Regions from separate parts of the Gossypium hirsutum genome. Here region 2 is linked to region 1. Evidence: chromatin contacts called from public Hi-C data. All regions are on one chromosome and are shown on one strand. Each heading gives the region's core, a stretch centred on a gene start, on an enhancer-like site or on the middle of the called end of the contact. The rest is flanking DNA. Distances are from core to core; before and after follow the strand shown. Region 1 holds the start of LOC107891716 (transcription repressor MYB5). Region 2 has its middle 32 kb from the start of LOC121223104.

Region 1 (4,662 bases), core at 912-3,411:
ATATTTGGAGTCTGAATCTCATTTACAATAACAATTATATATTCTTATTCCCAAGATATAACCCCTTTTATATATTAAAAGAAACCAAACACGTAGTATAGATGGTGAACTCCTCAAAATAGAGTCTGTCACACAATCTAGGCATTCTATTTCTTTGTATTAGTTGGAATTTATCCGCACACATGCACATACGTATACATATTACATATATTCAGAGAGGGGTGGAAGAAATAGCAGTGGAATATTGAGCCAACTCATAGGAAGCAATACTCAACCTTTTGCTTCAATAATTTCATTAATTTCTGTAGGAAATTACAGATTTAGGGATTGATACATTTTAATAGACACTACGAATAAGACTACAAACTTTCATTGTAGGTGCAAGCATACAAATAAAATGAGTACATAACATTAACACAACCGAGCAATGAAAGAAAGAAAAAGGAAAAATAAATACAAGCAACCGTAGAAAATCTAAAAACATCTAATTTCAATATGCATATAAATTTGCAGTTTGATCTGCTAAAGTTGATGCAGATAATGATAATGATTGTTGAAAGAGTTTGGCTCATTCCCAAAACCAACCATTGCAGATATGAGTTCGGTTTCCCACATGTCGCCATGACTCAAGTTCTGAGAAGATTCTGCGGCTGCTGCTGCCTGTGCCACCAAATTATTAGGTTGCTGCTCTTCTGGGTGTTGATTAACAAGCAAGTTTTCATTAATCAATGAATCTAGAAACGAGGAGAACATATCTTCATTGCAATTTTCCATATGATCCCCTTCGTTTCCATGGCTGCTTGGTTCCCCCATGATAAGAGTTGCACTTTCAGTATAATGCCGTTTCTCCATGCTCTTATCAACCTGTTGGTTTTGAGATTGCTGCTGATACCCATGTTCCAGGTTAGTCGGTGTACCATCTTTGGTAGTGTTTGTAGTTTTAATGGTAATGGTTTTTGATGCTAATACAGAAGGATTAGGGATAGGGGGGCTAGGGTTTGATTTTGGAACAGGATCATGATTAATCTGTGGTGATTTATCGGTAATAAGGTTCAATGGTTTATGGGTTCTTGGATCTATTCCTTGGCTGATCAGCTTCTTGCTTAGATGGGTATTCCAGTAGTTCTTTATTTCATTATCTGTACGCCCTGGAATCCTACCAGCTATCAGTGACCACCTGCAAGATTCAAAATGGAACAAGTAAGAACCCTAAATAAGAGACTATACAGTATTTAAAATAAAACCCTAAAGAAATGAACACAAAAACCTTAAATTTAGCTTCTTATCAATAATTTTAAACATGATCCCCAATTTAATAGCGTGTAAAACACAAAACCCAAACAAAAATTCGATCTATTTCTGCACGTTCTTACCCTAATCATTAGAAAAAGCAGAGAAAACAGTGTTTGTTGTTGAATGTTGGAGATATATGGATTAATATTGTTAATCTGGGTACCTGTTACCGAGCAGGCGATGAAGGCGAAGAATGAGATCTTCTTCATCGGGAGCAATACGACCTCGTTTAACAGAGGGTCGGAGATAATTCATCCACCGGAGACGACAACTCTTACCGCATCGAAGCAAACCAGCTCGTTTAGGCAAAGTCCGCCATCGTCCTTCGCCTTCCCTTTTGATGTAGTTGGCTAATACTTCATCTTCTTCGGGCGTCCATGGTCCTCTCTTTATCCCAACTTTGCTGCAACAAGGAGTACCCTTGCTGCTTGTTGAATTACCGACTAAACTTGGGTTCTTCATGATTTCTTCAACTATATATGATCCTTTTTCTTGAGTTTTTGCTTTGGGGGATTCTTTTTGGATTGGTTGTTTTGCTGGGAAATGGAAGATATCAAAAGTTTAGGATTTTATAGGATAGGAACCGAAATGAGGAAAGATAAAGAAAGAACGTGCTGAAAGAGGAAAGAGTAAGAGATAGCCTGAGACTATATACGAATATTTTAAGCGAAACCTGGAAGGAATTAAAATGGTTTCAACCAAACATCTCATTCATTTTTTAAAAATAAAAATAATATTATATTCATATTTAATATATTTTCTTATCCAATTTATTTAATATGTTTTTCTAATTCAATTTATTTTTCAAGTAACCCAAAATGTTAAAAATCTTTGAATGTATGGAGAAAAGAGAAATTATTTGGGAAATTAAAAAGTAGAGTGAAATGTTGATTTTTATGATCATTCTAATATATGTTTTTCTTTTTTGTTCAAACTCGAGTTTTATTTTATTGAATTTTGTTTAAATTTATTTATTCTAGTTGAAATTTTAGATCCATCTCGGTTATTAATTTAATTGTACTTTGTAATGTTGATTTTGATCGTAATTATTCTTATATATGTAATTATGCTTCTTTTTTTGGAATAGATATTTCTTTTATGTATTTTTATATTTTTATTTAATTTTAATAAACACTTAAATTTTAATATATATTAGAATAAATATAATTAATTGATAATTGATAGCTAAATAAAATTTTAAATAAATTGTTTTATTTAATAAAGGTTTATTTTGATGAAAAAATTGAATTAGATACCATACTTATTTAAGAAAGTAATACTTCATTGATTCCTTAGTATTATAGTCAACTTTTTTATATGAAAATTTTTAATTATATATATATATATATTAGGGAAACATAGTACCGTCTGTTAATGGATTTTGAAGACGTTGAAAATCAACTAACCATATGCATTTCATGAAGTATTATTTTCTATCTCCTTTTAGGTCAAATACGGAAAAAAAACACAAGATTTTCCGTTGCCTTGTTAATTTTATGACACATTGTATAAAATTAATTATTTTTCTAATTATATCTGAATATTATTATTTTTATTAAATTACTTTTTAAAATAAAAAAATATAATTACATCCTTTGTCTGCCTAACATTTCAGATTTGTTTATATTTTTCTTATATTGGAAAAGAAATTTTTTTTAGTAATTTTAGATTTTATAAGTAGATATATGTCTTAAAATATATTAAAAGAATAAAAAAATTTAAAAATATCAATTTTATTAAAAATACTATTTGTTTTATATATTGACTTAAAATCTATTATAACAAATAAATGTTTTTTTAATTTACATGTATAATTTGTAAAAGCAAAAATCGTATATAATTTATATAAAATTACGTTGAATTAAATTAATTTATCTCTCCACTATAGTTAGTATATTGTTGACTCTGCTTTTACTACTACTTGCATTGTTTGAATGGGCGGCTGTCATGCTGACATGCTGACATGTCAAACTCTTCAAACAAAAAGTTGAGGTGAGGCAGTTCATCATTTTGTACTTTTATTTTGGATAAGAAAACGAGTAAGATGAGGTGGGTGAATTATCCAAAAATATTAAAAATTATGAAAATTTATTGAATTAAGTCGGTTTTTTTTTTTTAAATTTATTGGGTTAGCTGGACCCCTTTTCCCTAATAGCTACCTCGCAATGGTTACTCTCAACAGTCTAATTCCAACAGCTCCCTATATCTATTTTATTTTCCTATTTAAACTCTTAATTTCTTTTACTTTTTCAATTCACTCTAAATTCTCTCTCAATTCATTTTCAATACTCTCTCAACTCTCAATTTTTTTATTAAAATTGTATTAAGGTTTTTTAAAAAACTAATTTTGTAATACAATTTTTTTCTGTATTTATTAAAATTATTAATGGCAAATTCTCTAATTCATTTGGATGAGAAGCACATTTCGACCGTTCAATTGCAAATGGTAAGAAATTTTTTTATTATATTTAATCTAATTTAATTTAATATTTTGTTGTTATATTAAAAAATTTGGGAACGTATATTCACAATCTATCCGCTCTTCCATCGTCTTTAATTGAACCATACTTGAGAGATGCAAGATTTTTGCACGTGGCCCGTATGTGTAGGGGGTATAAATTGGACTCTACACTTATAGGCGCGTTGGTGGAAAGATGAAGGCTTGAGACAATCTTCCATGCGGCTAGTGTACTATCACACTTGAGGACATACAATTACAGCTCAGGTTACCGGTGGATAGGCCGGTTGTGACTGGATCAATTGTCGCTGCCGATTGGAGACAATTTATGGAGCCCAGATAGATTTGTTGGGCTTGATGCGGAACTGAGTGAAGTTGAAAGAGAACAACACACTCGGGCATACATCCTTAGGATTATTGAGGGTCTTTTAATGCCCGATAAATTGCGAAATCTTGTCCATTTAAGGTGGTTCCTAAAACTTGTGGACCTTAGAGAAGTAGGCTGACTCGGTTGGGGGTCAATTGTGTTGGCGATATTGTACTGAGAGATGTGTAGGGCGACGCAATCACAAAAAATTAAAATAGATGGTTGCATGCTCCTATTGTAATCATGGGCATGGTACCTAGGGGTGAATAAAATCCGATTTGATTCGAAAAATTTGATAAAAAATTAAAATTTTGAATTAAATAGTTTGAGTTATTCGAGTTATTCGAATTAACTCGAATAAAAATCAAATTTTTTTGGTTTAACTCGAATTTGAATTACATAATTCGAGTTATCCAAAAATTCGAATAAGAAAGGCAAAACTATATTGTTTTGATAAATGTTAACTCGACTCGACTTGACTCGAAATTTTTTTACTCGATTTGGTTCGATTTGAAAAAAAATTCAAATTGAATTCGGTTGCTAA
Region 2 (4,316 bases), core at 1,026-3,525, 39 kb after region 1:
TTTTTGCTACTAAACTCATGTCATACATTTCACTTCATACTTTGCATTTAGATTAAAATTGCATTAGGGATCATCTTACATTTAGTAATTATTTTTACATCACACCACTAAAAAATATTGTGTTCTTATCACTAGATTGTTAACTCTAATTTTACAATTAATTGATTATCATACACAGTCCCTATGGAGACGATAACTATTTTACTTACTTAGTATTTGATAACGATTGTGTACACTTGCACAAACCTAAAAGTTACACTCCCCATTTCCTTTCATAAGTTCACCTATCCCATAAAGGTTTTTCCCCATTTATCATGCACATCTATTCATCATCTATCTTAAAGTAGTACTAATAAGCTTGTCATGACTTAAAAATATTATTCATGTATTCCTTAGTTCATGCAAGCAGCATATCATCATTTATCACCCAAAAGCAGAATGCAGAAACTCACATTGTTTCCTTATACTTGCCATAGTGGCTTGCCCAAATGCTATTGTCTCCTTAGACCTAGCAGCAGTCCCTCTAGTTTTCTCATTCCTGGACATCCATGCCTACGACTATTGTAGCATGTAGAGTCTCTCGTGGTTACAACCTCTACTTTTTCAAGATAGCTAAAGAAGAAGATAATAATTTTAAAGAGAAGATTGTATAAATAGGTTAAGGAATTCCCCCTTCTCTCATCCTCCTACCTATATATCCTCATGGCATGATCTTCACAGACCGTCACTGCCACACAGTACTAATTATTGTGTTTCCCATTATGTAACTAGTTGGTCCCAATCTAACCAAACCAAATTAGGAGTTTATATTTCCCCTAACTAGCCACTTAATTCTCTAAATTTTTCGCTAATGTCCCAAAATTTCCATTACTATTCAATCAGCTCATCGACTCTTCCTTGAGTTCAAATATTTTATAAATTTGGGTGTGATAACTCCCTCACCGTAAAAGAAAATTTCACCCTCGAAATTTTTGCTCAGGGTCAATCTAAAGCAGTCTCTAGGTAATTGTCCTTCCTAGGATAACCAATTAGAGGCTAACTTCCCTATTCACCTAGGTGGTCTAGCCTATTCCCAACATTTTAAACCACTCTTCCTGAATGGAAGATCCAGACTTTTCACGAGTAGAGGCCATCCGTTAAAAAGTTATTTCTTGGCCTTCCTGGTGGAGCATTTAGTGTACACTACATCAGATTCACTAGACTGAGTCTATTTGAGCATTTATTACTTCTTGCGGATACTTAATAAATGTTTGGCTCTGGTGGACATTCCCACTTTTCCTAATTATTAAGAGATTCAAGAAGAAACCCATCCCCTTTTTACAGGTGTCACCCACCAAGTTTGGGAATTTGTATCGTCTGAGTTATTTCAACCAAACTTCCCTTGTACATTTGACTATTTAAATTGAGGCGTGAAGTAAGAAGGTGTCTTGTTTGAAATTTCACATCTCTTCCTTTTCGATTAAGTTACTCTAAATTTTCCTTCGGTTATACTTCTCTATTTCCCACATCTGATTTTACTTTCTTCTTTCCTTGACTGTCCCTAATAGGTTTTTCAGGTAATTTCTAAAGGCCTTCTCTTTTTCTTTTCATTTCTTTTCATTATTCGCAAAATGGTTAGGATTAAACTTATTCATCATGAGGGGGTCATCCACCACAGTAATGGTAGTAAGAAGGGTCGTGGTGGTAAGGATCAGCGTGATGGGGTTGGGCCTAGTTCCTATGGAATACATACTCCAGTGAAGACCTTCCCATTTCGTTGTACTACATCCTTGGGGAAATGGTCCATTAGAATAACATCTGAGGAATTCAGCTTCCTGATTTTTCCTATGATTGCAACCTTGTTTAAGGCGAGTGTCGATGGAGCGACAGCTCCAATAACATCATTCTTTCGCTTCATCTATCGAGGTCGAGTTTCATCTCCCCTTTATTTCTTTCTTTTGCGTTGATCTTGATGAGTATGGGATCACACCTGAGCAACTTACTGGCTTTTCTTAGTGGACCTTGGTTGCCTATTTCATCAATTGTAGCTTAAGGGGCGAGCCACCCCTTCTTGGCATTTTCCATTAATTATGTTAGTTAAAGGTAACTTCTCGAGGAGCCTTTTGGCCCATTTTAGCACTTGTCAAGGGTATGAGCCCATAATTAAAAACTGGGCTTCTCACATTCACCTGAATATAAACAAATTTAGTAGAGTGAGGTATAAGCTAAGGGGTGGGTTTGGGTCCCGACCCAATGGTCTATTCCTCTAGACCATGTTTGTACTCGTATGTAGTAACTGGATAATGAGACTACGAAGGTTTAGTTCTACTGCTTGAAGGTGGGCCGCTCTCTTGTATTTGAGGATCTTATTACTGCGAGAAATGTTTCCATTTTTTCTTAGATATTCATAGGCCCAATGGTTACAAGCCTTTAGTAAATATTTCTGAGGTCATTTCTCAAGTCTCACGCCCTTCAGATGTAGTGTGGCCCTACAAGGCTTCTCATGACTTACCCGTTGTTTTGGTCGAGAGGAAGGAGGAACCTTTAAACTTATTTTATTTTTACTATAGGCTATGCATACGCCCCTAGTCCATTCCCTCTACAAGGGTTGAGGGTGAGTCCCTTAGATAAAGAATTTTGTTCCTCGTATGGTTGATCCTGATTTTTCTTTTGCAAGTTTTGCTCAATCGTCCACTCCTTCTCAGATTTAAAACGACATAGATGTTGATGCCATCATGGAGAGGGTTTTGAAGGCCATTGATGATACTGATGCGAGGGTGCAAGTAGGTGATAACAACCGTAAGAGGCTGAGGAATGATGGGGACTCTTGTAGTATAGAGAAGGGTAGTGGCAGTAAGTTGATTCGTCGTAGAAGAAGCAAGATTCCAATTACTTCTAAGAGGGACCCTACTCCGCCTGTACCCTTGGCTTACCGCGAGAGTCAATCTGAGTCTATCACCACTTTTACAGACAGCTTTCCTCTTGTTTATAGTCTTCTTAAAATAATTTCTATTAAACTCATACAAAAAACTGACACTTAAACTCATACAACGACACCACTGGCTCACCTACGAACCTTAATCCTTCTAACCCCGTTTTCAGGATTTTACAATCCTAGTGAAGTAGGTTTAAATGTTTATGTTATAATTGATTTGCAATAGAAGTTAACTTTTAGGTGATGAAGCAATTAAAATATTGTTGAATATGGCATACATGTTCTAATTAGCATTAATGACTTGGTTGGTGAATAATTCATAGTATGAAATGTAAATATTAATTGTTGTTTAAGTGTTTAATGTCTTGATAAGAAGTTGTAGATGGATGTCTGAATTTATGTGGTATGTTTTGATGCAAATTGAATAGGTAAATTGAAGATCGTGTGTTAGTCTTGATTGGAAACCTTGATTTAGGTACAAAAAATGTGTATTCTAGCCAAGTACAGTGACTTAGTGGTCTGTTCATGATATTGCGTTACCGTACCCACGTTATTGCGATATCAATCCTATTTTATTTTGTAAACATTTCAATTTGGTCCTCAAGTTGGGAAGTTTGGCTATTGTCTTCGAAATCGCGATACCATGCCCTGGATATTGCGATACCCATCTAATACACTTTGAAGATTGGTTACTATCTTTGAAATTGCGATTCCAAGCCTTGGATATCGTGATTCTCACTTGATATACTTTGAAAATTTTCAATTTAGTCCTAGTTTGACCTCGAGATAGTCTTGAGCTTTCTAAGCTTGTAAAAGACTCGGGAAAGACTATTTATTGTGTTATTTGCTTATAACCTTTGTGTTTGTATGTTCAATTATGTGAATTGTATTAAATTTGATTGTAGTTGCTCCGACAACAAATGTGGCACCTTATAGCTCAGAGCTGATGATTGGGTCGAGTATTGTGTGTTACAGACCACCACTAAACTTTACTAAATGAACAAGCACGAAACATGCATACGCAATTTAGCTCTCTGATAACCATGCGAACTAGAAGGGCGCAGCTTGAACCAACGACCTCAACCGTGCAAGTCGTTTAGATCCGATTACTATTTCCCTTGACGGGATCCAACTCACTACTTAATTGGACACGCCAATGTGTTCTTCGGTAGATCAAATACAACTTTGTGAGATAATAGTGTCTATCCCCTAAACTGGAGAAACAACAAATATTAAAATGAAAGTTTTTAAGTACAGGTTTAGATCTCACTACTCTCTATTGGATTATTTATCGACCTAAAGCTAGATGAAAATTTAGTTGCATATGGAATTTAGCATAATTAATGGAGATGATTTAACAAAGTTTAACTAAAGTACAAATAAAAGAAGGAAAAGTGGGGGG

The links. A called contact is a pair of places that touch in the nucleus more often than the background predicts.
Region 2: a Hi-C map of leaf shows a contact between it and region 1, with 2.9 times the contacts expected there. The contact joins the enhancer-like site here to the promoter of LOC107891716 in region 1. A contact is called at or near these places in 17 of 34 Hi-C or Micro-C datasets (anther, callus, cotyledon and 5 more).

What each region holds. Positions count from the first base shown.
Region 1 is chrD11:52,658,029-52,662,690 of Gossypium_hirsutum_v2.1, forward strand. LOC107891716 (transcription repressor MYB5) reads right to left here and starts at 2,162. Exons shown (of 2, transcript XM_041104110.1): 1 at 1,457-2,162; 2 at 277-1,177. The coding sequence starts at 1,755. The coding sequence ends at 523. It overlaps LOC121223103 (a long non-coding RNA gene), which reads left to right. Exons shown (of 3, transcript XR_005920493.1): 2 at 594-1,200; 3 at 1,471-1,665.
Region 2 is chrD11:52,697,211-52,701,526 of Gossypium_hirsutum_v2.1, forward strand. No RefSeq gene overlaps it. Among protein-coding and RNA genes, the nearest start is that of LOC121223104, 32 kb to the right of the region's middle. Within about 2 kb of position 2,276, at least 9 of the 9 cell types and tissues checked have an H3K27ac peak or open chromatin away from gene starts, as enhancers often do. A contact at or near this core is called in cotyledon, fibers, hypocotyl and 1 more, where this site is marked.